6 separate regions of the Mus musculus genome follow, and all the other regions are linked to region 6. Evidence: chromatin contacts called from public Hi-C, HiChIP or PLAC-seq, capture Hi-C and promoter capture Hi-C data. All regions are on one chromosome and are shown on one strand. The core of a region is the stretch at or near the end of the contact, and the rest is flanking DNA. Distances in the headings are between cores, read along the strand shown.

Region 1 (4,840 bases), core at 1,761-4,260, 700 kb before region 6:
TCCTTATTTTTTTTTCTTTAGAATAGCCTCCTGTTGAAAAAAAAAAAAGTGCCTAACATAGTCCTTAGCCCTGATTTTATGTTCCCCTTTAAGCAACCAACAGCATTTGTTATTATGGCTTGACTCCAACTTCCAGAAAGGAAAAGAATCTTGATTTCTTCAGCTTGGATTTGATATCCCAGGTCCGATATGTTCCGGCCAGAAAGTTCATGTGCTACAAACAGCAAGGCTTGAGGGCAGTGTATGTAAATATGGTGTTGCATATCTGTAATCCCAACACTCAGGTAGCCGAGGCAGGTAGACTATGAGTTTGAGGCCAGCCTGGTCTAAACAGTGAGACTATGTCTTTAAAAGAAAAGGGCTGGGAGGTGGCTTACTGGGTGAAGTATGCGATGTGCAAGGCTGAGGCTGAGGCTGATCCTCAGTACCCATATAAAAAGCCAGGTATGGAGGTTATGTGTTCATAATCCCTGTGGTGGGAATGTGGAGTCAGGAAGACCAGGGCTCACTGGTTAGCCAGCCCTGCCTGATGAGTGAGCCCCAGGTCCCAGTAAGATAGTCTGTCCAAAAAAAAAAAAAAGGTGGCTGACTCCTGACATTAGAGGCTAATCTTTGGCCTTCATAGACACATGTACACATACACACACCTACCTAAACATATACATAACATATACATATTTTTTAAAGGGAAGAATTTTCCCCCCTAAGTTTTGTTTTGATATAAATGGGTGTTATGTCTTGATGTCTGTGCACCATATGGCTGTCTGATGCCCTCAGAGGCTAGAAGAAGGCATTGGATTCTATGGGACCAGAGTTACAGTTTTGAGCTACCATGTGGGTGCTGGGAATCAAACCTGGGTCCACTGAGCCATTACACCCCAAAATGGGCCATGGTGATTCTAGTACTATAGCCCCATGCCCTTACCTGTGGTTTTACTTTCCATGGTTTTATTATATCATGCCCAATTGCAACATTAGAGTATTAGACGGAAAATTCCAGAAATAACTAATTGCCACGGGTTTTTTTTTGTTTGTTTGTTTTTTGTTTTTTGTGGTTTTTCGAGACAGGGTTTCTCTGTATAGCCCTGGCTGTCCTGGAACTCACTTTGTAGACCTGGCTGTCCTTGAACTGAGAAATCCGAATGCCTCTGCCTCTCGAGTGCTGGGATTAAAGGTGTGCACCACCACGCCCGGCTTAATTGCCAAGTTTTAAATCATGTCATTCTGAAGAAAATTATACAATCTTGTGTTGTCTTATTCTATCCTGCCTTGCACGTAACTCATTTATCTTGTTGCCTAGCACCGCCACACTCCAAACACCCCTCACCTGTGACTCATGAAGGATCCACCTAGTTTTGCCCAGTGAAACAGAAGATGTCAGCTAGAGGCTTCTGAGACACACTGCCTGTTTTTCCTAGGGGTCCACTAGATGACATGTTTCCTCCTCTTCTACTCCTGACATTTTAGTAGTGTCTAGAGCTGCAGTTGGCTTTTGGTTGTTAGCTAGGGGATGAGAGCAGAGGAAGGCACAGCTACATAATAAAGCCATGATATGTGTGTGTGTGTGTGTGTGGGGGGGGATCAGAGTAATTGAAAATAGCGTTATTTTTTAATGTCTCAGACCTCTGTGCTGTTCATGTGCGTTAGCTCGATGGCGGTTACAAGCTGTGTACTGCTTATCCCTGGGGTCTATTTTACACATACAATGATGACAAGGATACTAGGCTGAGTGTGTAGTGCATTAGTAACTGTAGAAAGTAAGGACTTACGTGACTGCTTTGACAGTAACAATCTTTAACCAATAGCAAAACTAAAGACAAAGACCCTGTCTTTAAAATGTATCAAAAGAGCTCTAAGGCTTTCCTAAGATCACTCTCACGGGGTGACAGAAAAACCTTAATGCAATTTTATTACAAACAGTGGCTCAGCTGCTGCTTGTCAGTCACACCATTCAAAAAGTTTCTGACAGAAAGTGAAGAGTTCTAGATCTGTGAGATGGCTCAGTATGGAGAGGTGCTTGCTGCTAAGCCTTACGAATCTGAGTTTCATTCTCAGAACCTGCAAAGTACGAGAGAACTGACTCCAAGCTGTTCTTTGACCTCACCAGAACTGTTGTATACAAGAGCGAATCCACACAAGCACACATACAATAGGCAATAAACATAATTAAAAAAAAAAACTCAGATTTTTGCAGAGAGATCAGGGTTTGACATGTGTCTTCTGTCACTAGTTTAGTTGTGAAACTTTACCTGATACTTTTCTGATACTATTCTGTCATCTGCAAATTGGGGATTAGCAACCAATTCACACTCTTTTCTTTTATTTGCAACTGGTATGTTTGAAAAAAAATTATAATTTCTGGACATTCACTGTAACAAATACTTGAAAGTCATTGGAGAAAACCTAATAAACACCTTTTTGTCCCAGTGGAGCTCATAGTGTAGTTAGAAGGTGACTTTATACATATTATTTGATTTAATCCTACCAATAGCCTTATGAGATGGATCGCAGTAGTCTCATTTTAGAACCAGGAAGAAATCATGTTTCCTTCTCATAGTTCTTAACCTCGCAGAGGAAAGGGATGTATGTGCGGCGACGAGGAAGAAGATGGTGACTCTTTAAATGTTTTATGCACTTCTGTGGCTGTTAAGTGCGTCTTGGATCCGAAATTTTCCTTGGTCCATTTTTCCCTTGAAGAAAGTTTAATGGCTTCTCATCGTTAACCCATCTGAAAGAAGTTACTGGAAAGGGGAGAAGGGCGGCTCCGTGCAGGTAGCAAAGGCTGATCTGGGCACGATCAGTCAGGGACAAGATAGATCCCAGACGAAGCAGGAGCCCGGAACCGGAGCAGTGGAGCTGAAAGAAACCTGGAGGCTCGGTGGAAGCCCACGTGTAGAGAGACGCAGAAACCCGGTGCTGCTGAGCGCCCTCCTCCTCGTAGGCCCCGCCCATCCGGGCCCGGGCATCCGGGCCAATGGGCGTGACCCTGTGGGGGCGTGGCCTGCGCACAGGTGCCGCCCCGGCCCGCCCGTTCCGTCGCCTCTGCCGTCGTGCGTGCGGCTCGGCGGAGGGCCGGGCTTGCGCTCTCTCCGCCTTCTTCCCCACCTCCGGCTGCCGGCGACACCGGTCTTTGCAGTCCGGGACCCCGTGCGATCGTTAGCCCGGTGCACGGTGAGTCCCCGAAGGAGCCCGTGGGCTCCCGGGCCAGTGGTTCCGAGGCTGGCGCTAGGCCGGAGACCGGCCGCCGGGACGGGCTGAGGGCAGCGGACAGCTTGGGGCATGTGGATGAATGAGGCGCCCTCGGACTAGGCCGCGCGGCCACGAGATTGGCTCTCGCCGCAGTCTGGGGGAAAGTCTTGCCTCAGGGCGGGACGCCAATGCCGGGTCAGGAGGGGAAGGGTGGTGTGCGGAGGTCCTGCTTGGCTGGACTGCGGGGGCACCCCTTGTAGGTCACCCCTTGTAGGCTCCAGGACTGGACGGGCTCTCCCCATGCAGCTGTTCATTGGAGGCCCGGAACAGGTGTCAGGATCCCCAAAATGGGAGATCCTTGGCCTCCCGGTCTGGGATTACAGGTTGGAGTATCACTTCTGGAGCAGGCGGAGTGGGGAGAAGGAGGGAGGAGCAGCGTGGCTCTAGGAGGTCCAACCAGCCAGAAGGCAGGGACAGTTTTAGTTTCCAGGTTCTAAGACGCGCAAGGTTGCAGTTCCTCGTAGGTTCCTGTTGCAGTGTTAAAAGTGAGATCAATTTTGCACAGTGGACCTTGGAGCCAGGACAAGAAAAGACAGAAAGTTTGGACTTGTCAATCAAAAGGTATTTGAAATAGGGCTGTATATAGCCTACTGGTAGAGCGCTTGCTTTTAGCATACATGAAAGCTCTAGGTTGGATCTTGAAAAGGAACGACAAGGTGAGTGCCTTCAAAGTATCCAGTGTAGAGTGTGGGTTTCAAAAACTGTTTAATAAGGACTGACGGTAAGCTTACCTACAGTGTCAAAGGCAAAAAGGTCTGGCTTCGAAGGACCTCCAGGCCTAGTAGTGACCATCAGTGTGGTGAACGCTGAGTTGTGGAGAGAGGCGGGTTCCAAGCGGTGGAGGAATGATTGGCGAGAGGTGACATGGTTGCTGGTGTTTCTGTAATGGGCTTCCTTAGACTTGTGTCTCTTCTCCTTCCAAATGCTTTCCTTCAAATACTATGACAGGTTAAGAAGGCGGTTGTCGGCAGCCAGCACGGAGGATTGGAACTAAGTTTTAAGTTTATCTTTGATTCCCGCTGCTGCAGTGTTTCTGGGACTACTCAGAAGTGATACATGTACACATTTTAGAATCAGATCTGTTTACAGAGACCCTCCCCTCAAAAAAAGTATGGGTTTTGCTCATATTTTAGTTGTGGATTGGTACAGACAGTAGGTTTTCTTGTCTACTACCCAGTAATATATTCTGTATACAGACATGTGTTTTGTTTATAGGGGAGTCTTAAAAGTTCATTTTGATATTTTAGATGCCCCCGAAAAAGGGAGGAGATGGAATTAAACCGCCTCCAATTATTGGAAGATTTGGAACCTCACTGAAAATTGGTATCGTTGGATTGCCAAATGTTGGGTAAGTAAAAATTGGGACTTTTCTTATTTTGATTTTGTAAACTTTGTGTCCTGTTATAGAAATAGAAACTCACAAGATTTTATTGGAGAAAGAAGTAACTGCTTTGAATATACTGTTAGAAGGTAGGTAAAAGGCTCCTGTTTCTGCAGATTTAAAAGCCAAAACGGAATCCACAGAACAAGCTGGCAAGCCAGTCTAGCCACAGTGGTGAGCTCCGAGTTCAGCAGCAGACCCTGCTTTATA
Region 2 (4,937 bases), core at 2,161-4,660, 870 kb before region 6:
GTGTTCTACCTAGAAGCTGCCAAATAAAAGCTTAAAAAAACAAACCTTATTACTCCAAAGTAAAGGTAAAAATCCGAAGTTCTTCACTTTATGGTATACAAAAGTGGTTAGTTTTAGTGTCTCATCTTAGACACCACCTGAATTTAAAAATGCTTTGTGCAGATTCTGTCTTTTGAAACTGCCTGTTAAAGTGGGCTCCCTTGCAGGCTCAAAGAGGAGGCAAGCACGTCTCTTTCTTTTCAGCATTCTTTCAAAATAAAGTGGTCAAAAGAAAACCACAAGTATGGAGAAACTAAGTCTTGAAACAGACTGGCTGTGCCCCCAAACTCACCACGATTCTACTTTATGGTTTCTGCATCCTGTCTTAATCTAATTCACTGATTTTACTTGAAGTTTCACAACCTAATTCTGTTTTCATGGTTTTTCTGCTTGACTTTCTAAATGCTGGTGCAAACAATAGCCCCCCTTCTTTATTCAGATTTGAGCCTTACTGGAGGTTAGTAATAAAATCAATAGCCAGGTGAGATGGTCAGGCCCCACCTCCTCTCATTGCCTTTGTGTGAGTATTTCAGTATCCCTTGAAAGGGAGAGGAGAAACAATGACATCTTAGGTGCTCGTGAAAGCATGCATACCTATAAGCATAGGCAGAGGTAATTTTCATGGCCTTAAAACGACCTGAAATTAAGTTAAGTTAGAGTATTTACGACAAAGAAGTAAACCATTTAGATGCATATTAAAATTAGGCTACAAAATTAAGCCAAGTGGAAAGCTGAGTAAAAGGAGAAATCAGTTACTGAGTGAAATAGCTACATGACAGTTCTTTATAGCAAGGAACCCACACTGAATAGAACACTTCAACCTCCTGGTTAGCTGGTAGGCAAGGAAGGCAATTATAATTTATTCAGCCATTCAAAAGCCATTTATAGAATGCCTATCATATGTCAAAGAAAGCACTCGTCTAAGCTCTAAGGATAAAAAGATTACAAGTGCAGGCCTTTGCTTTTTTTAAGTTTATATACCACACCGTGTCAGTGTTCCTAAATTATTTCAGTTTATGGTGGGTTTTTATGCTTATCTGTTTTAACAAATAGTAGTTGAATAAAAGAGTAATTATTAAGTATTGTTCACCATTTCCTTATAACCAAAGAAAGTACCTTATGACTTGTAGACTTTGGTTTTTGGTTTTTTTTTTTAAAGTCTAATCATAATTCAGATAAAACGAACAAGCAGAAAGGTGAGAGGGCTAACTATAAGCAGACACGGGCATATCAAGTGAATAGCAATGGATTGCTGACATAACCTTGTACACTCACATGGACGTGTGCTGATGCCTTCTTAAGAACTGTCAGCTCACAGAACACTGAAGCGCTTCATTCTTCCCTCCAGGAGTGGGATCTGACCCAAGGGGTTTTAATCAGATGTCTAAACTCCCAGCGCCTCTGACGGAAGGAAGGATAAGTCCAAGAGATTGTTATAGATAATGCCTCAGGGTTTCCAATTTTAGGTCTAGAAGCAAATTCACTCTTTGTAGCCCCTTCCTCCTTTGTAAGCGCATTGAAATAGTTCTTCATTTCCAGATAGCAGAATTTCACAGCTGGGAAATCTATTAGAAGCTCTCTACCTGGCTTCTTTCTCCTTATTTTAGTGGATGAGAACAAACTTAATGTTCCCCACCTCCTCTTCTTTACCTCTCTCAGCTGTCCGGCTCTACAGTTCTTCTGTAACACCCCTCAAACTTACTCCATTTGTACTACCATTAGCCCAGAGTAGGTTATTTCCTTGTCTTGGCTAGTCCCAAAGTCACCATACTGTCCTTTCTGCCTTTCATCTCTCCACTTATCCTGGGAAGGCTTCCAGATCATAAGGCACAAAATCCACTGACATGTTCCAGTGTGGGGAAATTGTACCAATCTTACTGTGCTGTCAGAGGATAAACTAAGCTAAGCTAACACAAGGAACTCCTACAGGTTGGCCTTAACTTTCCTTTCTAGGCCTGTCTTTCAATAATCCTTTAAAAGTCAAAGTTCACTAAATATTTAGTTTGACTAATGTTCATAGTTTCAAGGCAGGAATCCATTTAGCCTTGAGATAACAGATGTATTGTTTTTTTTTTTTTTTTTTTTTTTGCAGTTAGGTTAATAGTTAAAAGTGAGAAAGACAAAAAATGAACCAAAAGGGAGTAAGCTACATTTTAAAAAATAGTTTCAATTCTGCTCACCTTTCCTTAGGCTTCATATCCTTAAGCCAGCTCTTGGCTTTTCTTTTCTTTTTTTTTCCCATTTTTTATTACATATTTTCTTTATTTACATTTCAAATTTTATCCCCTTTCCTCATTTTCCCTCGGAACCCCCTTCCCCCATCCCATCTCCCTTCCCGGCTTTTATTTTCTTAGTAAACCATATAGTAACTTAATTTAAAGGTGCAAATAGTACTGTACTTTGTACTAAAACTGCACAGATTAATAGGACATAGTAGTGGCCAGACAAAACAGTAAAATTTGCAAAGCAAGATTTCTTTTTAAGAAATACTTACAAAATCACTGAGATCAGGCTTTAAATTAGAAATATTTTTTGTTTCAGAAAATGTCTTCATTTTCACACGTTGACTTCGAGAAGCCCCAGTAGACTTCCGAGAATACTAGGAGATTCCTGTCTGTAAACTAAGAGCATACAGCCAGAGTTCCTCCACAACAGAAAAAGAAGCAGTCGCTGCTGGCAATGTATTCTAAATCAAGCACACAACTAAAGCTTATATTTTAATCTCTTTTGATTTAGGAAGGTCAAGATCATGCTAGCTTGGGAAAGGTAGAAGGCAGGGTTTGAACTCACATCCTTGCATTTATAACTCTATACTATGCAATGACGAGGCTAACCAGGAGAGGAATTGACAGGATTACTGGAAGCTGAGGTTAACCGAAATGATGACAGGCCTTCCTGAGTCTGAGCAGAGGCGGAGGAAACCAATACTGCCAATCCCCACCCGGCCGCCATCTTGTGGGAAGAGAAAAGCCGGAAGTACAGCTACGGGAGACCGGCGGCCAAGTGGCTTTGGCGGAGGCGAAGCATAAGGGCAGGGACTGGGCTGTGTGGCCTCGGGCACCGGGGGTGGAGCGGTGTCGCTTGTCCTTGGGGGCGGGGCCTAAAGGCGAGGTGGAGACCCGCATTCGGGCCTTCTGGCTAGGGGCGGGGCCTTGGGGTGGAGCCCCAGGGCGGAGTGCAGTGTAGCACTGGAGCTTAGGGGTGTGGCCTGACGGCGGGGTGGAGATTTGAAACGCGGACCTCCATGCTGGAGGCGGGGCCTTGGGCGGGGCGGGGCCATGTCCTGAGCTTGGGGGCGGGGCCTCACGGCAGAATGGAGACCGGCTTCTCTGACCTCCAGGCCAGGGGCGGAGCCTGAAGGCGGGGCGGAGGCGGGGAGGAGGCACCGGGCTGCAGACGCCTAAGGTAGCTGACAGGACCGCAGCGGCTCACCCCTCCCTTTCTCGGAACGTGGTTGGGCATCTGCCGCTGGCACACGCCGCTACAAGAGGGTTCGGGGCGGGAGATGACGGCGGTGTGCTCGCTGCTTGGCCCTCTGTGAGCATCGGCTTCCTTCTCCTTGCAGCCGGAGCTGCAGACCTAGCAGGTGAGATGAGCCCCAGTTGCGTTTGCAATGGCCCCTGCCCCTGGGGTCCGGACCAGTGGGCAGCGCCAGGCTGCCCTGGCGCCTCGGCTAGCTGCTGCGCCTGTCCGCCTCTGCTCCACAGAGCCTGCGCCTGAAACCTGCGGGAACACTGGAGATGGTCTGCTCACAAGGGACGACTTGTCCCCTCTGGTGCCAGAGCTGCGGTCCCCAGGGTGCGAAGCACCCCGTTGCACGTGTGCTCACATTGTCATCTCGGACTTTTTACTTTAGCCCAAGGTGGCCTTCGTGTCTGCCCCTCCTGAGCACCTCGGGATCTTTGCGCCAAATTTTCTCCCATACTTCTTTACGGAGCACCTGACGTTGTGACTCCCATGCCCTGGCTTTCCACTTCCACGGGTGTCAGCTGCCCTCGGTATCATCTATTTGGTCAGGGACTCTGCACTCCTTATCTTGGCGGGCCAAAGTCTGATCCTGCAGATTGACAAGGGAAAAGGCAGTGACTGGAGTGCCTGTTGATGTTGAAGAGTGCTTTTTATAGTGCTGCAAGGCATTAGGCTTTTCTCCTGTCTAAAGGATAGGAGTGTTTGAGAAGAGAACAGCCTCAGTTTAAAGCTTTTTCTTTCAAGTCAGTACTGCAGCACATTTGAACTTAATAGCATTTAACCTACAATTTCAGTGCTTTGGTCATGTTATCTAAGTCAGATGTAATGCGACTAGATGGTTTGTATACTTCGTTTTCTAGTGTCTGGCCCAGTGAATTGGCTTTTCCAGTGATAGGACAACTTGTTTGTTCTGCAACAAGTCTTGTTTTTGTAGTTTAAAGGACTGGATGACATTTTTAAAACTTCCTTTGTTGTGGTTCTTGTTAATCTTAAAATGTGCATAAGAAGCGGTTTTTCGTTTTGTTTTGTTTTCATGTTTAAAATGGTATGAGATAAAACTTCAGAGTTATTTTTAGTTTTTTTTTTTCTCCCTTCCTTATTTTGAGACAGCTGCTAATTTAAGTCCTGGCTGGCTTTTCTTTGTAGCTGGGCTTGAACCCATGGTCTTCCTGCCTCTGCCTCACTAGTGCTGTGATTACAGGTGTGTGACATTATGTCAGACTAGAAGTCATTTTAACTTTCATTTGCCTCGGGAACTGTTTATAACACTGGAAAAATTGAAAGGGGGAAAAGGACAGATTACTTTTAAAAAGTTTCATTTAATTTTCAGTTAATTGGAAGTTGAACCTGGAAGTTGTTAAACCTCTTGGCCATCACCTTCACTGTCAATAGCCACTTAAGATCAAACTCAATTCAACTCTTAATTGCTG
Region 3 (4,999 bases), core at 395-2,894, 570 kb before region 6:
GGAGGGGCTGTGATCAGGACATAAAGTGAATGTCCTGACTCTCCAAACTCTTGGCACCATAGAATCATAAAGAAGAATTTGTCCCAAGAATATGAACTGGAAATTTTAAGGAAGTAAGCTTTTTAAAGTGTCCTACTAAAAATGTGCTGTACCTGTCTAGACCTGCTGTTGTCTCAGCACACTGAAGGCTTAAGCACATGAATGTAAGGTCAGCCTGGACACCAGAGATCCCATCTTCCAAAAAAGAAAACAAAAAACAAAGGAACTGCTCCTCAAATAATATGGAAAATGTTAAATATTTTTATCTGTGAAACTGTTACTCGGGTATGTGTGTGTATATATTAAACATACGTATATTACATATGTGTATACCCAAACATTATTTCTTCACAGCACACATTCTGGAAAGATGGCTCTGAGGTCAGATCTTGGAGAAGACCCACGTTCAATTCTCAGCACCCACATCAGGCTGCTCATTCCAGCCTGTCCTCTAGCTCCTGGGAATCTGACACTCTCTTCTGATCTCCCTGGGCACCTGCATTCAGACACACACACACACACACACACACACACACACACACACAAAATTAATCAACATTTGTGCACTTTATCATAAATGTTATACCTCAGTTTTAAAAAGAAAACTGCATTGTTCAAACAGTTGGTAGAGCTATTATCCATCCATTATTATACATATTAGGTCTTCAGGAAATAGTCATGTGCTTTAATACTGTAAAGATGTTAGTTATGGTAAAGATCACAACAATATACAAGCTGCCTGTGAAAACTTGCCAGTACTTAAGCCAGCCACATTTCACAACTGAATTAACTGTATGTGTCATTTCAGAAGCTATGATAAAAGACTGCTTCCCATAGAAACGAAATTATTTTCTGGGGTCCAAAGAATTGAAATCTGGTCAGCTGTAATAAGATTCAATTGTAACGGCAAAAACAATTGGAAACAATTTAAAATATCTATCAATTTAGGAAAATGGCAAAGTGAATTATAATGCACCCATACAAAAGGGTGCCTTAAGCCATTAAAAAGAATAAAAGTACATCTATATGAGCTGGCATGGAGAAATTGCTCATTCATATTGCTTTGTGAGGGAAGTCACAGACCAATGTGTGGAGAAGGACCCCAGAGGAAACTTCAGTTAACTATGTGGTATGTGTCCTCCTGAATAGTAACCGTGAGTTTACATGTATGAATAATTCTACATATATTTTTGCATAAATGAGACCATCTCATACATATTATCAGGTGACTTTCTCACTGAAGGGCCCATTTGAAAGCAATGTATGTCTGAGGACATACCTGCATGTGTGTAAGCCAAGACCTGAAGAGAGAAAGGATGCAGCTGTCAGTGCAAAAATGTAGGTGCTTTACTAAAATAATATTAAAACCATAAATTAATAATATTGAAATTAAAAAAATGGCAGGAGCAACCAGGCAGACACACAACAGCAAATGCAGAGGCTCTGACAAGAGCCGGGTGCCCTGTGGAACAGCAGCTGCGGGTGGCTGGCTAGGGTGTACTGAGGAGGACCTCCACGTGATTCAGGACTTTGGATCTCACTCTGGCTTAAGTGGAAAGCCCTTAGTTTTCAAACAAGCCATGCATTGTGATGTAGATTTTAAAAGGTCGGCTGGCACACTGCCCCATCTGCTGTTATGCCTTGTGCTCCTAGCCCAGAGCGGGCTGGTCGTGGTGCAGAAGAGAGACAGGAAGGAGGAGGGAGCAGGAAGCCGGCTGCCAAAGGCCAGAACTGCAGCTGACTATCCAAAAGAAGTAGTGGGGGCTGGTGTCTGTTTCTAACAGCCACTTTGGCTCTGATTATTTTGGATTTTGAGACATGATCTCACTGTGTAGCCCGGCCTGGCTTGAAACTCACTCTAAGGACCAGGCTAGCTTCAAACTTGGGAATCCTCCTGTCTTTGACAACCACAGGTGCAGGAATTACAGGTGTATTCCACCATACCTGGCTACTAGCCACATTTTTAAAGAAACAAAATTCATCTTTATAATGTCTCTTATTTAACCAAGGATGCCCAAGCTGTTATTTCAATGTGTGACCAACCTTAAAATCACTAATATGTTTTAGATGTTTTCCTTTCACACAATGTAAGCACCCCTAATCCAAAATGTTTTGAGCACTGATGTGAAAGGCATTTGGATTTGAACCATTTGGGATTTAAGGGTTAGATATGTTCAATCAAGTGAGGTCTATGCAAATATTCCGAACTCTGAGAAACTCTGTAATCTGAAACACCTGTGGTCCTAAGTATTTCCGATAAGGGCTACTGTGCTAAGCCCTTCAAATCCCACCCCACACTGCACACCATGCTGGGTGCATTCCCAGTGCTCAGTAGCTCCGTCATATGAGACTGTAAGGCCAGGGCTTTACCTTCCCTCCAAAGGACTTTAACTTGCGCCCTCAGCCACATTTGACCTCCACATCTCATCAGAAATACATTCCCCAGACTGGCTGTTTCCTTTTAAGACTTACAGTAAAGCTTATGGTTCGTGGCAGTATGGTATTGATGCAGGAAAGACTTACAATCAAACCCAGACACAGATCCACCTGAGCTAGTTACTTTTTCTGGTTGCCTTGACAGCTCAAGAAAGGGTTTAGGGCTGAAGAGTTGACTCAGCAGTTAAGAGCACTGGCTGTTCTTCCAGAGGACCCTTGTTCAATTTCCAGCACCCACATGTCAGCTCACAACCAACCATTACTCCAGTTCCAAGGGATACAACGCCCTCTTCCGGCCCCTGAAGTCCTTAGGCATACAAGTAGTACACAGACATATACACCCTGGCAAAAACCCGTACACATAAAATACAATAAGATATTTTTGTCCATTTGTTTTGTTTTTTGGGATAGGGTTTCTCCGTTTTTCCCTGGCTGTCCTAGAGCTCACTGTATAGACCAGGCTGGCCTTACATTCAGAGATCTGCTTGCCTCTGCCTCACAAGTGCTGAGATTAAAGGCGTGCACCACCGCTGCCCCCAGCAGAGGAGATGTTGTTTTGAAGGAAAGATTTCCTTTGGCTCTTGCTGTGAGGCTAGGGCTACAGTCTGTCATGGTAGGGAAACACGATTGCGGGAGCTTGAGGCAGCAGCCGTTCACGTTCCATTTGTAGTCCCAAGCCAAGGCAGATGCTGGTGCACCGCTCACGTTCTCCTGTACTCAGTCCGAGACCTCGGCCTGTTGATCCAGCCTACCACAGTCACGATATCTCTTCTATCCCAATAGCTCAGCTTCTGCTCCCATTCTGGAAACTCACTCACTGACGTGCCCAGTGATTTCTCTCCTGGACTCTAGATCTTCTCAAGTTGACAACCAATAACTAGTCAACTGTTTTTGGGTTTTGTTTGTTTGTTTTTGTTGTTTGTTTGTTTGTTTCTAGCATCTACTACAGGACAGCGGGTATGGTGGCTTATACCTTTAATCCCAGCATGCAGGAGGCAGAGGCAGGTGGATCTCTGAGTCTGAGGCCATCCTGGTCTATAGATTGAATTCCAGGACATCCAGAGCTATCTTATCTCAAACAAACAACTGCAAGACTCTTTGACCAATGGTACTGGAACAACTGGACTGGAAAAATAAAATAAAAGATCTAAACACAGGCTGGAGAGATGGCTCAGCGGTTAAGAGCACTGTCTGCTCTTCCAGAGGTCCTGAGTTCAATTCCCAGCAACCACAATGGTGGCTCACAACCATTTGTAATGGGATCTGATGCCCTCTTCCGGTGTGTCTGAAGACAGTGTACAGTGTACTCATATATGTTAAATAAATCTTTTTTAAAAAAAGATCTAAACACCCTTCTCAAAAATTCACTTAAATCTCAAAATGCATAATAGTCCTAAATATAAAGCACAAAACAACAGAGCCAGAGGGCAAGAGACAGCCTAGGCGACATTTCAGATCCAACGCCAAAGTCGTGGTCCCTGAGAGAAAGAATTGATAGCTGAAACTACAGAAACATTAGGGTACCATCAAGAACCTGAGAAGACAACAGATGGGAAGAAAATGTTTGCGATGTGTCTTGTAAAGATTGTATCTGAACTACTCCCCCAAAATATACAAAGACTCTTAAAAGCTGATAAGGAAACAACAAACTACACCCCTACCCCCACCCCTGTTTTCAAAAGCTTTGAATGTAGGCTCAGAGTGGCCACTAAACACCCTGTGTAGATACCACGTTGTCCATTAGATACATGCATCAGAAATTCAGAGGTCTGAGAATGAAGGGATACGCTCTCAGAATCAGTACTCAAGGGAGAGTATTCACAATCTGAGGGCTGGACAGGGCAGGGTCGAGAACAGTGTGGCCCAATGCTTTCTTGGACCCTTTAAAATAGTTCATCGTGTTGCAGTGACCCCGCCCCCAACCATAAGTTTATTTTTATTGCTATTTCACAACTGTAATTTGCTACTGCTTTGAATTGTAATGTAAATATCTGTGTTTTCCAATGGTCTTAGGCGACTGACCCTTGTAAAAGGGTTATTCAACTCCCCCACCCCTGAAAGGGATTGAGGCCCGCAGGTTGAGAACCTCTGGTCTAGAACAAATGGAAAGTTGGCGGCAAGTTGCCTGGTGCAGAGGCATCTAAAAAAGGCGGCCTGTGAGCAGGCCACTGGAGCGACGTTGTGAGACAGGAAGGAAGCTGGGCTAACCAGCCATCGAAAGACATCACGCATCGCAAGTTGCTTCACCAAGGAAAAGATTCCAATACCCTTGGGAAGGTCGATCACACAGAGGTAGGGTTGACCAGAGAAGTTGCCAGGAACTGCGGGAGCAAAAGGGGTTTTGTTGTTCCGTTGAGTTAGTTCATGGACTAATGAGTGCCGAGCACATTCGAATGTTGATAAAGCTTGCTTTTAAGAATAGAGCTCAGGGCCAACAGCGAGAGAGAGCGGAGAGAGAGCTGCATTGTCCCCTCTGAGAGCGGCAGGGGCAGAGGCCATGCAGCCTTGGCCTTTCTCAAGTGCT
Region 4 (4,650 bases), core at 2,012-4,511, 630 kb before region 6:
TCACAGTCTCAGATAGCAACACTGGTGGGCTAGGAACCAGGTGTTTAAAGACGAGAACCTGTGGGAGATGTTTCACATTTAAATCATAACAGCTTTCCCTATGTGGTAGAATCCCTAACCATGACTAGAATTAATTGTCTAAATATAGGTAAATTCTAAGTTTGTATCCCTAGCCTTGATCTAGCCTTTGAGCTCCAAATGAGTATATTTAATTCCTGGCTGATTCCCCTTGGATTTTCAGACATATCATGGTAGTGTATCCAAATCCAAGTGCAAGAGCACTGCCTCAACCCAACCTTCTCCATTATTTCCTAGTGAATGTGCCAGCTCAAATCCAGGGTCCTGTGTACACTAACCAGTCATTACCTCTGAGCTCCATCCCTGCTTCTCCTGGTAATCCTTAATCCTTTTCCTTCCATCATAAACACTACACCTAGGATTTGTTTCCATACTTAAGCATTAGATTGTTAGATCTATGATTAGTATGCCCATAAAACTACAAGCTAATATAAAATTCAGACAGGTTTATCCTTTATAATACAGAGAATATATTTTTCATATTTTTATTACTTTTATGTTTTTACAGTCCAGGTGTTGGCCCCTCTTGGTCCCCTCTCCCACAGTTCCTCATCCCATTCCTCCTCCCCTCCAGCCCCCATCTCCAAGAGGATGTCCCCCCAACCCCACCAGGTCTCCCGACTCCCTGGGGCCTCAAGTCTCTCAAGGGTTAGGTGCATCTTCTACTGAGGCCAGACCAGGCAGTCCTTGGCTATATATGTGGCAGGAGCCTCAGACCAGCTTTTGTATGCTGCCTGGTTGGTGCCTTAGTGTCTGAGAGATCTAGGGGTTCTGAGTTAGTAATGTTAGATGGTTACATAAGCAGTCCAGGTTCATGTTCCAAAATCTGCATTTCTTTATAATGTATGAGATCTTGAGTAGGAGAGATGGCTCAGTGGTGAAGAGCACTACTGCTCTTACAGAGGACTGAGTTCAGATCTTAGCACCCACTGTGGTGACTCATAACTATCTGTAACTCTAGTTCCAAAGGGTCTGACGTCCTCTTCTGACCTCCATGGGCACCACACACACATATCACACAGACATACATGCAGGCAAAGTACTCATAAGTAAGAACATCTCAGGGGCTAGAGAGATGGCTCAGTGGTTATTTGCTGCTCTCCCAGACTACTTGAATGCAGCCCCAGCTCAATCATCAGGAGGCTCACAACTGCTGGGTCCCGGAGATCCAATGCCCTCTTCTGCCCTCTGTAGGCAGCTGCACACATATGGCAGACATAGCCGACACGCATGAATAGAAATCTTTAAAAAGAAATATAAAATCTCAAATGGCTAAAATGCATTAAAGATTAACGCAAAGGGATTAGTAATGTCTTTACTCATTTGTGCCGAAAGTGAGTAAAGTATATATTTTTCAACTAACTAAATTTATTTAAGTGGAAATTTTGACTGCTCGTTTTTATATGTATTATTAATATATTATATCTATTAATATGTATGCTTATATATGTAACCATAAGAGAAACATTTACTTAGCCTATAATTTATTTTATCTAGATAACCCCCTTTTGCTCCAATTAGATGTTTTTCAGATCAACTGTAGGATTTTAATTTTTTACTAAAATTAATTTTTCTTTTATGTAAGAAAAGGACATACTGAAAATATAGCACCTACTGATTATTTACGTGAGATAATCTTATCTGAGTGCAACCTACTTCTGGTTTGTCTCAGCTAAAACTGGCATCGTTCAGTAATCTAATACAACAGTAGCTTCTGAGGAGAACACTGTTGGTGGACTGCAGTGGACTTGGTTCCTAGTTTATAGTGTGAAAGAAAAAACACCAAAACGGATGCCAGAATACCTCTGTGATACAGCCTCTGTGCTTGAGGCAAGATTGAGTTACTTTTAAATGAAGAGAACCTGAAATTCCTTCACTAGTGATCAGCACTCATTGAGGCCCTGTGGCTTTGTGAAAATGTTTATTGTCACAAAAGTATTTTATACTTTTTATATGATTAAAATTTAATTCCCTTTCTTATTTTGAATTGGCTTTCTTTTGTCTACTTTCTTTTTTTAATGAAAAGGATGAATGGAAGGAAGTATAAGATGGTACCTCTGTTTCCTTCTTTTGTATAATCTTGTTGCATGTCTCTACATAAGCTGTTCTGGCCACTCATCATAGTAACCAGCTGGGCCATTTCACCTGCTGGAGCCATTAAAGAGGACTCTCTCCCCCTAGATTAATCCCCTCCGACATTAGTTTTTTTGCACTGACAACTGCAGCAGGCATTCAGGATTTGCAGGTGGCCAGTGTGACGCACATAATTGCCTACAATTTTAGGCAATGAATAAAAATGGTCTACATTACTTGTCAAAGGTTGTATATGCAGTGCCAAGTGAGATCTATGGGAAGCCTTTTAGGGTTTAAAGAACAGTTAATAGCAAGGCTGCACAGGGCTTTTTTAATCATAATGCATTTGTAATATAGCACTTTGATCTTCTCCTTGTAGGAAATGGTGTTACATTAGCCACTTTTAAACATTTATGAGTGAAATTCAGTTATAGAAGAGTAAAAGTGATTATTCTTAAGCAGAACATGTTCAATTTCATTAAAAGTTTTCGTCTTGCCCCTTCCTTGTTAAAATCCATGGGAAGTCCTTTCCCTGGGGGACTTCAAATCAGGATCGAAGGATATAGGGCCTTTTCTTTATTTTTCTTGTTGGTAACAGTAAGATTTGCAAAGAAGGTATACTAAATATAGAGATAATTTATACAAATGGACATTTACAACACAATAACTGGTCATAGTAATATAAAAATACTCTCAGGAAATCTATTACTAATAATTGTGTTGCAACAAATTTTAAGAAATGAATATTTAAAGCAGGTCCATAAATTATCTTTACAAAAACAAAACAAAAAAATGTCCTCAAAACAGAAGGCCCAGATGATTCTCAAATATGCCTCTTGTGGAAGAGCCCGGTTTGACCTTTCAGCCCCGAGAGCCTTTTATTAACACCTGCCAGGCTGTAAGGAGCCCTGGCCACACGCAGCTCTTAGACTCGGGCCCACAGAACTGATGAGGAAAGGCTGGAAGGGCTCAGTTTGTGTCACTTGCTGTTTGGCGTTTCCATTTCACAGATGATTAATCTTTCTGTGAAGAAAGGCCAGAGAAACAAAGCCCGCCAGCCTCTTCCCGCAGTTCCTCCTTCTGAATGCACACTAGCTTGCTAACTAAAAGGCCTTTAGATTTCCAGCAGAGAGAGATGTTCTGAAAGTGAATGCAGCTGGTTGGAGGTCACCAGTGCAGGGCTCTTGCCATTGTGTAATGGAGGCTTTGGCAGGTTGGGGTGGGGGGAGCAGTGAAGAAGTGACAGGGAGAAGGGGTTGGCAAAAAAATTAATTCAGAAGAAAAAAGGTTTGGGTCAGTTCATTTAATATTTTGTAGTAAATAGTCAGTCATAGGTTCAATTAGTTATTTTGTTTATATTTTTAAGGAAAAGCTGTACTTTAGTCTCTCTTTAGGATACGCCCCATTTCATACTAGCATGTAACATCACTAGATAACATTGACTCTGAAATTTTATCTTTGATGTGATTGAGTTGTCTTGCAGTTTTTCATATTGTTATGTTAACTAATTTTGCTGACTTTGTACACTCAAAATTTAATGTTTCATCAGTATTTCATCAGTTTTCGTTTGAGATACAAAAAATGTATTTCTGTTCATTACAAGAGTTATCTTTATTTTGAGGACTTAAAACTTTTAGCTCTTAGTGTCCAACACTTACTGCTCATTTTGTATTTACTTTTTTCTTGATTGTGTGCAGGACATAATGTGCAAAGTCAAGTCTTGGGTTATAGATCAAAAGAAACCTGTTCGCTTCTATCATGACTGGAATGACAAAGAGGTACGTGTAAATACTGTGTCTGTTACTGCCTGAGCTCTGATTGCTTAGAGAGCAAATTGGGCTGCTCAGTATCTTATACTTAGTAATATATAGTTACTTTTATTTCTGTCAGCCGGTGTAAATTCCTAAGCTTTTTTTTCCCTTTTCCAATCTCCCACTTTAAATATTTCATAACATCTAACCCTTTATAAACAAAAGTATTATAAAAATGAAAATGTTTACTCAAAGAGTTTTCATGTTCAAATTATTCAATGTTTTACTCCGTATTTACTAAGCTTTTAAAAAGGGTTCTTTCTCTGTCTCCTACTCTAGATTGAAGTGTTGAATAAACACTTATTTTTGACTTCAAAACCAATGGTCTACTTGGTGAATCTTTCTGAAAAAGACTATATAAGAAAGAAAAACAAATGGTAAGTGTTTTTTCCCTGGATACTCCCACATACGTATCTCTGGATATACCCACATACGTATCACTAACATAAGCATATAGGTATGTGTGTATGTGTGAATAATGTGTTTGATTTTAATATCTTTTCCTCAGAAAATGTTAAAATTAGAAAGTTTTGTCTTGTGTTACATTTAAAAGGTAAGTCTCCTAAATGATTTACACTAAGAGAACATTACAAACTGAATTAAATTGGGAAATTTTGAATCATACATATTTGCTTATCAAATTTAACTTTTTAAAATATTTTGTTTAGTTTTGTTACAAAATGAGAGT
Region 5 (4,806 bases), core at 1,634-4,133, 520 kb before region 6:
GTGTTTATAATCCCAGAGCCTGAACAGCTAAGGTAGGAGGAGGATATTTGAGGGCAGCCTGGACTATACATTGAGATCTTGTCTCAAAAGGAGGAGGAGGAGGAAGAGGAGGAGGAAGGAGGAAGGAAAGAGGAAAGAAAAGAAAAGTAAGTGCTCTTGCTAATCATTTTAAAGAGCAGCATTTGGTGATGTTTAGTTTAGTCCAAGGACTGTAACCATCACCACTATTTCATTCCTGAGTATTTTTATCATCCCAACAGAAAATATGTACCAATTAAATTTCTCAGAGCCACTATCAGCTCTAGCTAACATTAATCGTCTGTGTCCTCAGGTTTGCCTATTCTAGACCTTCATGATATAATTTATGCCCTTCGGTTACCTTTGCATAGTATTTTTAAGGTTCTCCATGTTGTACTCTCTATCTGCACCTTATTCCTTTTTAAAAACAAAACAAAGCCCAGAATCATTTGTCTGTTTATTAATTGAGAGACAAATTGGGGGCAACTTTATTGTGTTTATTTAAGACAAGGGGACTCTAAGTAGCCTAGGCTGGCCTCAAATTTATGACCCTCTTGCCTCAGGTTCCCAAGAAGCTGAGGTGTTTAAATATTATTTCCTTTCTTTGGGGAGGGGGAAGGGTGGTGTTTAAGACAGGGTTTCTCTGTGTTGCCCTGGCTGTCCTGGAACTCACTCTATAGACGAGGCTGGCCTCAAACTCAGAAATTCTCCTGTCTCTGCCTCTCAAGTGCTGGGATTAAAGGTGTGCACCACCACTGCCCGGCTTATTTTCTTTTTTATTGATAAACAGTCACACAATCTTATATCTAGCCTTAGGTTTGGGGCTAACAGCCAGCCAGCCCTTTAAAAGATTTCTTTTTCTCTTGTAGGCATAGCGTGTTCACACTCATCCTCCAGTACTGGAAATGAGCAGATTCACACAGAACAGGCATCAGTATGTAGAAGGTCCATCCCTGATGCTACTGTTTTACAGGGACCCTCTGAGACCATTCTGTTGGCTGGCTACCTTCTGGGCTCATTGACGTCTGATCTCTGCATCCTGGCCAATTCAGTCTCGACCAAGTAGATCAATTGCTTTTCTTTGGTTTGTGGTCTCCTTGAAGAATCCTCAGCCACCATGATAGCATCAGCGGCTGGACAGGAAGTTTCTCTTTGCCCTCAGCATCTTTGCTTTCAGTTCCTTAGAAATCCAAACCAAAATGTAACTGGTTGATATATAGGCCAAGTGAACACAAACTGCATTGGGCAACAGTCTCAAAATGGGACCAGCAATTGTATCAGTATATGTGTACTAGCAAGAGCCTTTGTCAGATGTGCCATCCTGCCATCTCATTAAACAGCATTTATTTATTTTTTTATTTAGCAAAGCTTTACATTCATTTGTTTTTGAAGAACTTCAAGTTTTTTATGCTTGTAAGAGCCAAGTTTGGTTTTTTGTTTTTGTTTTTTTTTTTTATAAATAAGCTAAAATACAGTAGTCTGATGAAATTATAGTCATCACAGAAATTATAATTGAAACAGTGAGATCTTTTCCTAGAGATGTCAGCACATACTATTATCATAGAGTGTGTGTGTGTGGTTGTGTGTGTGTGTGGGGGGGGGTATAGCGTAGGATATGAGTATGGTATATATACTGAGCTCATAGAGGCCAGATAAGACATCCCTACCCTGGTCCTAACCCTGAGAAGTTAATGTGATAGTGTGTGCAGGAGGCCTGAAGTTCCAGGCACCCTAATAGGAGATCAGTCCAAGCTGCTGGAAGGACAATGAGTAAGGACAGGCATGGTTCAGGGTCAAAGTGCACATAGCCTAGGCTCTGGAGGTTCTGTAGTAAACCATCCAAGATCCTGTTACCCTGTTTTACCCCATTTAACCGAGGGTTTCCTAATCATTTCCTTTCTCATTATTTTGACACCCAGTATTTGATGTTTGATTTTGTAACATCCCTCTCCCCAGATATATTTTAGTAAAATTGCAGCAAGCTAGGTTTTGTTTTTTTTTTTTTTTTTTTTTTTTTTTGACAGTGAACTAACAGCATCGTGGTTTAAGACAATTTTGCAAGAATGTTTGGACAGTCCAGTGGACTCCTGGTTTCTCCCTGTGTCAAAATCAGCTTGGGAAAACCACTGTCGAAGCGATGCAGTCCTGCTGTTTTTCTCTTCTGTTTTCTCTTTTCTTTTCTTCTTTCTTTCTTTCTTTTTTGCACAGATCTCTGATGATGAGGTGATGGCTTATATTTGTAATTTGTATGCTATTAACTGTTTGTTACAGAATGCATTATCTCAGTTTCCCCCATAGCAACTCTAAGTACAGGGAACTTACTCTGTTATGGGACTTCCAGCGCGCGCGCGCGCGCGCGCGCGCGTGTGTGTGTGTGTGTGTGTGTGTGTGTGTGTGTGAGAGAGAGAGAGAGAGAGAGAGAGGCAGACAGACAGACAGACAGACAGAGACAGAGAGAGGTGATGTGTTTCTTTGATCACATTATCTAGGTTTCCCATTGTAGTTAAGTTAGAATGTTGCCTGTAAATTCCTATCGGGACTTTGTTCTCCATTCCTCAAACTAGTAATCATTCCTGTCACTGTCTGAGGACAATGAAGCCTTGAGGACCCCAGGAAAAAATGTTAACCAGGGTTCTCAGTCATCGACAGCTCGCAGCACACGGCAGGGCCATCATGGGGCCACACAGAAGCACCAAGAAATCCTTCACATTGTGCAATGGGGTCTGACTTCTCCCCATTGGTCCAGGTCTTCATGCTCTTTCCACGTCCGCCCAACTGCGTCACGTTTTTTCAGGGAGTGTGTGTGTGGGGGGAGGGGGGGGCTGCATACTACCGCAGATATTCCCGTTGGCTGGGAGGCGCCCCTCCTGTGCTTGGCTCATCTTGCCTTGGAGCCTCCTCCAGAGCGTGGGGGTGGGCCTGGGCTCAACAAGTCAGTCCCAGGAAGGCGCAGCCCTGACCCTGCGGCCCTCCCTGCTGGGAGCTCCGGGGTGGGGCGAGACCCAGGGAGGACAGCGCCTAGGACAGGTCAGCTCAAGCCAGCCCTGTGGTGCACACAGCTGGGGGCGACGGGACCCTACTGGGCTGTGGGCTGAGTGAGGTCAGGCCCCGCCTTAGAAAACACAGATCAAGAGTATTCCTGGGGTTTTGTTATGAAAGGTCTGGGTGGGTGGGTGGTGGGTCAGATTCTTTCATCAACCCTTCCAAAAAGTCCCTTCTTCTGAAAGTGGGTCTTGCTTCATAACTAGAGGAAGGGGACTGTGGAAATACGTCCTTAGTGGTGCTCGCTGGAGTGAACACCCATGAAGGATGAGGGTCTTAGGCTCCGGCATCGCTCTCTCCTAAGTTCCATGTTGGGGGTGTGAAGTTTGAAGTACCTGCAGAGGCACTGACTGTTCTGCTGAGGTCCACAAGGCCTGTGATTCACAGCAAAGCTCAGTCTTGCATCGTGACTGAAGTGCTGAGGTTGTCAGACTGCTCCAGAGAGCGCCGGCTGTTCCTGCCCTGCCCTTGGAGATACTGAGATTCGTTGTTAGAGAAACACACTCTCCTCTTACCCCTCACTCACTGCTTCTGAGTCCAGATTGCAGACTCGGAAGTTTGTTTCTAGTGACAAAGGATTGGATGCTTCCTCATTGCCTCGGGACATCACACAGAAGTCACAGTTAACAGCCCACCTCTGGAGAAAGACTTTAGGAGTCAAATCGGAGCTCTGGTTCACACTAATTCTCAGCCCTTCCTGGAAGTTACTCATTCCCCTGTTATCAAGTGAGGAGAGTAAAAATAGTGCCTACCTCACAAGCTTTACTGGAAGGTTAACCGGAATGATTCAAGTAGAGTTTATTTAGAGTTTTAGACTGTTTTGCAATGCGATAACTGCATTACCGGGTAGTTTATAAGAGAAGAGGGGCTGGTCTGCCCAAGGTTCTGAAAGATGTGAAGCCACAGGCATGTTGCAAGAGACTGAGAGCTGTGTCACTCCATAGCAGAAGGCATAAGGACAAAACAAGAGAATAGAGGAACACCAGGGTCTGGCTCAGTTTTATATCACAACGCTTCTTATGGTAACCCCTTTTCCGAGATAAGGACATTCATCCATTCGTAAAGGCACAACCTCCACACCTAATCCCTTATTTGGCCCTGGCTCCTAAGACAAAATGGTCATGAAAAGCTCACAGATATCGAGAGAAAGGTTTTTATAGGAATTTCAGAGTTATGGAAAATTCTTTACCAGGCAAGATGGATTGAAGAAAACAATATGTGAAGTGCCTTGCTAATTTAGAGGTACACAAATGCGTTTACCATGTATAGAAGTCTCAAGTATGAGCCGGGTGTGGTAGCGCACACCTTTAATCCTAGCACTTGGGAGGCAGAGGCAGGCAGATTTCTGAGTCCAAGGCCAGCCTGGTTCTCAAAGTGAGTTCTAGGACAGCCTGGGCTCTACAGAGAAACCCTGTCTCGAAAAAACAAACAAAACAAACAAACAAAAAAAAATCTCAAGTATGTAAACTTTAAGAAATAAAATTGAAAGAGAGCAGGCTGACAATAATAGCGGCTGTCACTGTGTAGTAGAGTTGTGGCTAATGTTCCCCACTTTCTGTCTTATCACTTTTGATCCTTTCCCAACCTACTTTAAATGTTGCTTTGGAAAACTACTTCAAATTATTTATCTTTGTATATGTATTTATGTATCCATATACAGGTGTGTGTATGTGTGTGTGTGTGTGTGTGTGTGTGTGGGTGTGTGTGTGTGTTTGAGAGAGAGAGAGAGAGACCTTATTTTTGATA
Region 6 (4,496 bases), core at 1,750-4,249:
TGAAGCAGGCACAGATATTACTTTGCTTCTCTTTTCCTGGATATACGCCGCTTGTGGCTGAGATCCCCAAGGTGAGATTCCATGAGAAGAGGAGGTGAAGCATGCAGAGGTGAGGGGACGCCCGCAGGAGAGCCGGGAGAGTGGCAGAGATGAAGTCCACAACCGCCACTCATTTTTCCCATGGGCTCCTCTTAAGGTCCCAGACACCACAACCCACAGATCTTCCCTGGGCCACCTGGACTGCTGGTGCCTTCTGTGGCTGCAGCAATGGGCCAAAGCCCTCATAATTATCCAAAGTGGTGAGACAGAAAGCCAGGGGGGAAAGACCACATCAGTGGAAGCTGAGATGAATTCAGACCACCCCAAAAGGGGCACTTAATTCTGCCAAGTTCAACTAATCTTCAGATGCAACATTATCAATAACAAAATAGATGTAAACCCAAAATCAGAGCCTCTAATTCTGAAGCAGTTAGGAAACATCTGAGAACAAGACTGTGGGCTTCTGAGAGAGCTGAAAGATGCATTCAGCATAGCACAGACTACACACTCAAAAACAGCATTATTTCAAAGTGCAGAGATCTGAGCCTGAAGGAGTCCCCAGACGCTTCAGTCATTTGCTCTTATTGGGTGACTTTATTTCTAGAGGCAAGATTACAAGGGTGCAGCCTTTGCTCTCCTAAAGCCTGCATCCTAGCTATGCACTCATAGGAACCACAGCAACAGGGCAATGTATAAGGAGTGCTAACGTGTGTAGCCCCAGCTATAACAATGTGGAATTTGACAGGTCATCGGCCACAGTTAGAAACAGAAGGGAAAACCCTTTAGTAGCGCAGAACTCGAGCAAGAGTTTGGGACAATGGCTTTCCACTGGGTTGGAGTAAGCGTCTGGCACACAGGTGTGTAGTCCAGTACTTGCTGGATAAATATCATTGAACAGGGACATCCAGTGGACGTGAGCACTGTGGATGGCCTGCATCATACAACGGATCCCCATCCCCTGTCTTCCTTCTGCCACAGCTTAATCAATATCCCCCGGGGAAAGGGATCCACAGGTTTCATCTCCCATCACTGTTTCCATCCAGTTTGTCTGGCTGCTACAGAACACCTGACCACGCCTGCTTCTGTCCGTCACAACCTAGAGTGTTAGGTGCCGCTAGATGATTTGTGCCATGTCCTTGCTGGCAGTCCTTACTCATGCAGTATGGCCTTGCTGTTCTTTAGAGGACACAGTAGGTGCCTGCAATCTGCCGAGGTCCTGAATAAGTCTCCTAGCAATAATGCTCACTCTTTGCTTAAGTGAAAACAAAAACTCGTGTGGCCTTGTATGTGAAAGGCCAAGAACCGTGCACCACAGCACCATTCCACACAGAAAGTAAAGCAAGGTTCAAAAACTTGCCTCCGGACTTGTGTGGTTTATATGCTGAACACAGAGAAAGCATCTTGTCCCCTGACTGTGTCTCTGTGTGTACCCAAGCCCACCATCTACTTTGAGCGTGAGCGTGATATTCACTGTATATCACAAGACCAGTCTCTGTATATTCATAAGATAATGTTCTAGGAGTTCTGAGTGTGTTTTGAGCACTACCAGTTCCTTCATCAGGAATTACCAGGGTACTCGGAATGAACGATGACACGGTACAGAGGAGAAACCAGAAGCCCAGGGAGGTTGCTCTCTTAGAATTTCTCAAAGTGGGCTGCACAGAACACCCATATCTTGAATATAGGCACTTTATGGAAAAGGGGGTCTGGTCAGGATCACATACATTTCAGAAATTTCAGATTAGACAAAATGGAGTTGGGGTTTTCATTAGTCTACTTAAACGACAGAGCTTCTAGCTGCAGCTAGTGTTCTTTCCACAAAACTGGGGACAAGGGCATCTGTGGGGTGTGTTAAGCCTCCCCTTACCCTTACCCATGATTATAGAAGGTGCTGAGGACTCCCGCAGACAGCAATACTACACACAGCACAGCTTTGAACTCTGCCCCTAGCGTGCTACTTCTTAGGTACTCGGTGGGCTGGGCTGGTTTTTTCAACAGGCCGTTCCCACGTTTTGCTAGGCTTCCTACATCTCCCTGCTTATCCCCAAGAGTGGAACTCAGAAGACATGACAAGTGAAATCCCTTAACTCCTTATAGTTACAATATGAGGGTTTCGTTGTTGTTGTTTCTCGTTCTACAACCCAGAGAGCAGCAGGAACCCAGCACTAACTGGAAGCCTGGTCCATCCACCTAGCTCCCACACCCCCAGCTCAGCACACCCGAACAGAGGAAGCATCAGAGCGCATTCCCTGTGGAGAGCAGAGGTGTGTAGGGGAGAGGGTAACAACTGAGGGAAGTGTATCCTTCATTTCCTCATGTTTTTTCCTTCTTTGCTGCTGATCACCTGTTTCTGAATTGCCTGTTCCGCTGTGTTTCTATAAAGGTATTAACCACTTTGCTCATCCAAGGATGCGCGGACCGAGACCTCAGATTCTGGTTCAGCGACATCATCTGTAGACCTTGTTGCCAAGCTCGGTGACCACGGATGCTGAACTCAGAAAGGGCTAAGCAGGGATAGCGAGCGGTCAGAGAGCAATGTCGGGTTCCCAGAGTTAGGGCTCCCCCTGCTGGAATCCAGAGCCAAGACCGAGTGTATTTTTATTCCCCAGAAATCCTGATTGAGCCTGCCTTCAGCCAGCTGCTTCACATTCAGTCAAGGCTTCTCCCACAGACTAGACTGGCATCTCTATCCAGCCATCTGTGAGTCTCCCCTCTCTTCGCCTGTGCTCTACTTCCTAAAGGATGATCGAGTTCTCTGTGCCCAAGTCAAATGCTGGGAATTTAAGACTGGGGGATTTCCCGACTTTCCCCCAAAAGCCGATCTTTTTGTTAGGACACGTTCTCCACAACAAGAATTACATTTTTCAAATGTTTGAATATCGGATCCTTTGTATTGCACATCTGGGGGTGTATTGTACACCCAGAGGGTGGGAGAAGAGAAACCCCTCCCGGATGCTCCCTCTTCGGGAGTAAGGTCAGAGGCATAAACCTGGAAAGTAGCCTAGTTTTACTCTGCTCTGGTCACTAAGCCCCTTCTTGCCATAAAACCCTGCCTCTGTGGAGTAGGAAAATAAGCATCGTGCCATAAAAATCTTGCCGGCATCTAGCTTCCTCTAGCTTCTGAGACTTGAGTCTCAGAATTCCTGATGGCTGAGAAATTGCAAGGCCCAACATCTAGAGAATTCTGCCCCACACACACCCACCCACACACACCCACCCCCAAGGACGCCACTATTTGTAATTGAGAAGTCTCTATCTTTTCATTTGTCAAAGAGGAAGGCTGAGCCACATTGAAATGGAAATCCGGCTTTCTCGTGCAGAGGGCAGCAAGGTTTCCGCTGGCTCTCTGTTAGGTGTTGACCCATTAGGACACGCTGTAAGGGCTGGGGCTCCTTAAGACCTGGGAAGTCAGGGCCCATTAGCTGTGCTCTCCAGTAGTGGAGCACATACCCACTTGGGGCTCACTGCAAATAAGACACTGAGGACTAGGAGGGCTAGGAGGGTTGGGAGCGATAGCTCAGTTGGTAAACACACCCCTAGGTTTGATCTTTGGCGCCTCATAAACCAGGTGTCCTGGTGGCACAGGCCTGTGATTGCAACACTTGGGAGGTGGAAGGAGGAGGAGGAGGAGGAGGAGGAGGAAGAGGAGGAGGAGGAGGAGGAGGAGGAGGAGGAAGAAAAGTTCAAGGTCATTCTTATCCAGCTGCTCATAGAAGCTACCTAGGATACAGGAGACCTTTTCAGAAGAAGAAATGTAAAGACAGCAAATTCAAAACCCTAAATGAAGGCGAACCTCTTTCAACCCCATGAATAATTATTCACATTTACAGAAATGAATACTAAAAGGAGCCGATCTTCATTTTTCAGCAGGCTGCACTATGGGATACCTTTACATACCAAGTTCACCTGATGCATAAAACATATGATTAGATTTACAAAAACTTGATTTACACAGTTTTTTTTTAAACATCTTTGCAGAAAGATTAGGTGTGATTAGATGCAATAGGAGCCCCTCTGAGGCTCACTGATGGGCTGTAGGAGAGTTACTAGCCAAACCCTCTTCAGCTGGTGTCAGTTCCCTCCCTAGAGATGTCTTGAGTGAGGCCTAATGACTGCTTACAGGGGTGGTATTGGAACAAGGGACGCTTCAGGAAATAGGTGCTGTTCAACCTTCATGAACTTGCCAATGAAGCAGAGCATCACAGTTGGAAAAGTGGTCAGGTCTGCTTTCTGTAGGAAAAAGGCACCCAGAAAGACACAGCTTCGATAGCCACTAGTGTGAGGCCATGAGGAGAAAGAAACAGGGGCAGCCCTAGGTGGCAAGAGAGCATTTGTCTGAGACTAAAGGAAGGAAGAGCTCCACAGAATTAATGTGTTCACTCCAAGGGATTCAAGGAGGTTCTCAGAGCCTGCACTATGGAGCAAGCCATTGAGCTGGCTTCTGGTTGCAGTTTCTA

Evidence for each region. Promoter capture Hi-C pulls out the DNA fragments that hold promoters and counts their contacts. Hi-C and Micro-C count contacts between places; a contact is called where the count stands out from the background. HiChIP or PLAC-seq counts read pairs in DNA pulled down with a chosen protein or histone mark. Capture Hi-C pulls out chosen DNA fragments and counts their contacts.
Region 1: a contact with region 6 is called in an H3K27ac HiChIP or PLAC-seq map of differentiating embryonic stem cells, with 6 times the contacts expected there. The contact joins the promoter of Ola1 here to the enhancer-like site in region 6. A contact is called at or near these places in 8 of 39 promoter capture datasets (the 3T3-L1 cell line, cranial neural crest, frontonasal cranial neural crest and 3 more), 1 of 15 datasets of contacts at CTCF or cohesin (large pre-B cells), 2 of 484 Hi-C or Micro-C datasets (the HPC-7 cell line and nephron progenitors), 24 of 115 datasets of contacts at active chromatin or transcription factors (the NIH/3T3 cell line, T-cell acute lymphoblastic leukemia, astrocytes and 17 more) and 3 of 9 other capture datasets (adipose tissue, embryonic stem cells and liver).
Region 2: a promoter capture Hi-C map of embryonic stem cells shows a contact between it and region 6, with 2.5 times the contacts expected there. The contact joins the promoter of Gpr155 here to the enhancer-like site in region 6. A contact is called at or near these places in 8 of 39 promoter capture datasets (the 3T3-L1 cell line, 3T3-L1-derived adipocytes, the HPC-7 cell line and 5 more), 1 of 484 Hi-C or Micro-C datasets (the G1E-ER4 cell line), 4 of 115 datasets of contacts at active chromatin or transcription factors (astrocytes, embryonic hindbrain, embryonic stem cells and 1 more) and 2 of 9 other capture datasets (embryonic stem cells and macrophages).
Region 3: an H3K4me3 HiChIP or PLAC-seq map of embryonic basal ganglia shows a contact between it and region 6, with 4 times the contacts expected there. The contact joins two enhancer-like sites. A contact is called at or near these places in 1 of 39 promoter capture datasets (the 3T3-L1 cell line), 1 of 15 datasets of contacts at CTCF or cohesin (large pre-B cells), 24 of 484 Hi-C or Micro-C datasets (the 3T3-L1 cell line, the C2C12 cell line, the STO cell line and 16 more), 13 of 115 datasets of contacts at active chromatin or transcription factors (astrocytes, bone marrow-derived dendritic cells, cardiomyocytes and 8 more) and 1 of 9 other capture datasets (embryonic stem cells).
Region 4: a contact with region 6 is called in a Hi-C map of embryonic stem cells, with 2.1 times the contacts expected there. The contact joins two enhancer-like sites. A contact is called at or near these places in 7 of 39 promoter capture datasets (the 3T3-L1 cell line, 3T3-L1-derived adipocytes, hippocampal neurons and 3 more), 3 of 484 Hi-C or Micro-C datasets (cerebral cortex, embryonic fibroblasts and embryonic stem cells), 6 of 115 datasets of contacts at active chromatin or transcription factors (embryonic basal ganglia, embryonic forebrain, embryonic limb bud and 3 more) and 3 of 9 other capture datasets (embryonic stem cells, embryonic tail and embryonic trunk).
Region 5: a capture Hi-C map of embryonic stem cells shows a contact between it and region 6, with 3 times the contacts expected there. The contact joins two enhancer-like sites. A contact is called at or near these places in 12 of 115 datasets of contacts at active chromatin or transcription factors (the NIH/3T3 cell line, cardiomyocytes, craniofacial prominence and 9 more) and 1 of 9 other capture datasets (embryonic stem cells).

What each region holds. Positions count from the first base shown.
Region 1 is chr2:73,212,617-73,217,456 of GRCm38.p6, reverse strand. Ola1 (Obg-like ATPase 1) reads left to right here and starts at 3,010. Exons shown (of 11, transcript NM_025942.2): 1 at 3,010-3,171; 2 at 4,497-4,597. The coding sequence starts at 4,497.
Region 2 is chr2:73,384,953-73,389,889 of GRCm38.p6, reverse strand. It overlaps Gpr155 (G protein-coupled receptor 155), which reads left to right and starts at 3,410. Exons shown (of 17, transcript NM_001190297.2): 1 at 3,410-3,625. Gm13707 (a long non-coding RNA gene) reads right to left here and starts at 3,040. Exons shown (of 9, transcript XR_866430.3): 1 at 2,534-3,040; 2 at 1,315-1,440.
Region 3 is chr2:73,082,741-73,087,739 of GRCm38.p6, reverse strand. No RefSeq gene overlaps it. Among named protein-coding and RNA genes, the nearest start is that of Gm39850, 76 kb to the right of the region's middle. Within about 2 kb of position 1,644, at least 48 of the 459 cell types and tissues checked have an H3K27ac peak or open chromatin away from gene starts, as enhancers often do. A contact at or near this core is called in differentiating embryonic stem cells and embryonic basal ganglia, where this site is marked.
Region 4 is chr2:73,141,587-73,146,236 of GRCm38.p6, reverse strand. It overlaps Ola1 (Obg-like ATPase 1), which reads left to right. Exons shown (of 11, transcript NM_025942.2): 6 at 3,849-3,929; 7 at 4,242-4,339. Among named protein-coding and RNA genes, the nearest start is that of Ola1, 71 kb to the left of the region's middle. Within about 2 kb of position 3,261, at least 22 of the 459 cell types and tissues checked have an H3K27ac peak or open chromatin away from gene starts, as enhancers often do. A contact at or near this core is called in embryonic stem cells, where this site is marked.
Region 5 is chr2:73,036,603-73,041,408 of GRCm38.p6, reverse strand. No RefSeq gene overlaps it. Among named protein-coding and RNA genes, the nearest start is that of Gm39850, 30 kb to the right of the region's middle. Within about 2 kb of position 2,883, at least 137 of the 459 cell types and tissues checked have an H3K27ac peak or open chromatin away from gene starts, as enhancers often do. A contact at or near this core is called in differentiating embryonic stem cells and embryonic stem cells, where this site is marked.
Region 6 is chr2:72,514,689-72,519,184 of GRCm38.p6, reverse strand. No RefSeq gene overlaps it. Among named protein-coding and RNA genes, the nearest start is that of Cdca7, 41 kb to the right of the region's middle. Within about 2 kb of position 2,999, at least 25 of the 459 cell types and tissues checked have an H3K27ac peak or open chromatin away from gene starts, as enhancers often do. A contact at or near this core is called in differentiating embryonic stem cells, embryonic basal ganglia and embryonic stem cells, where this site is marked.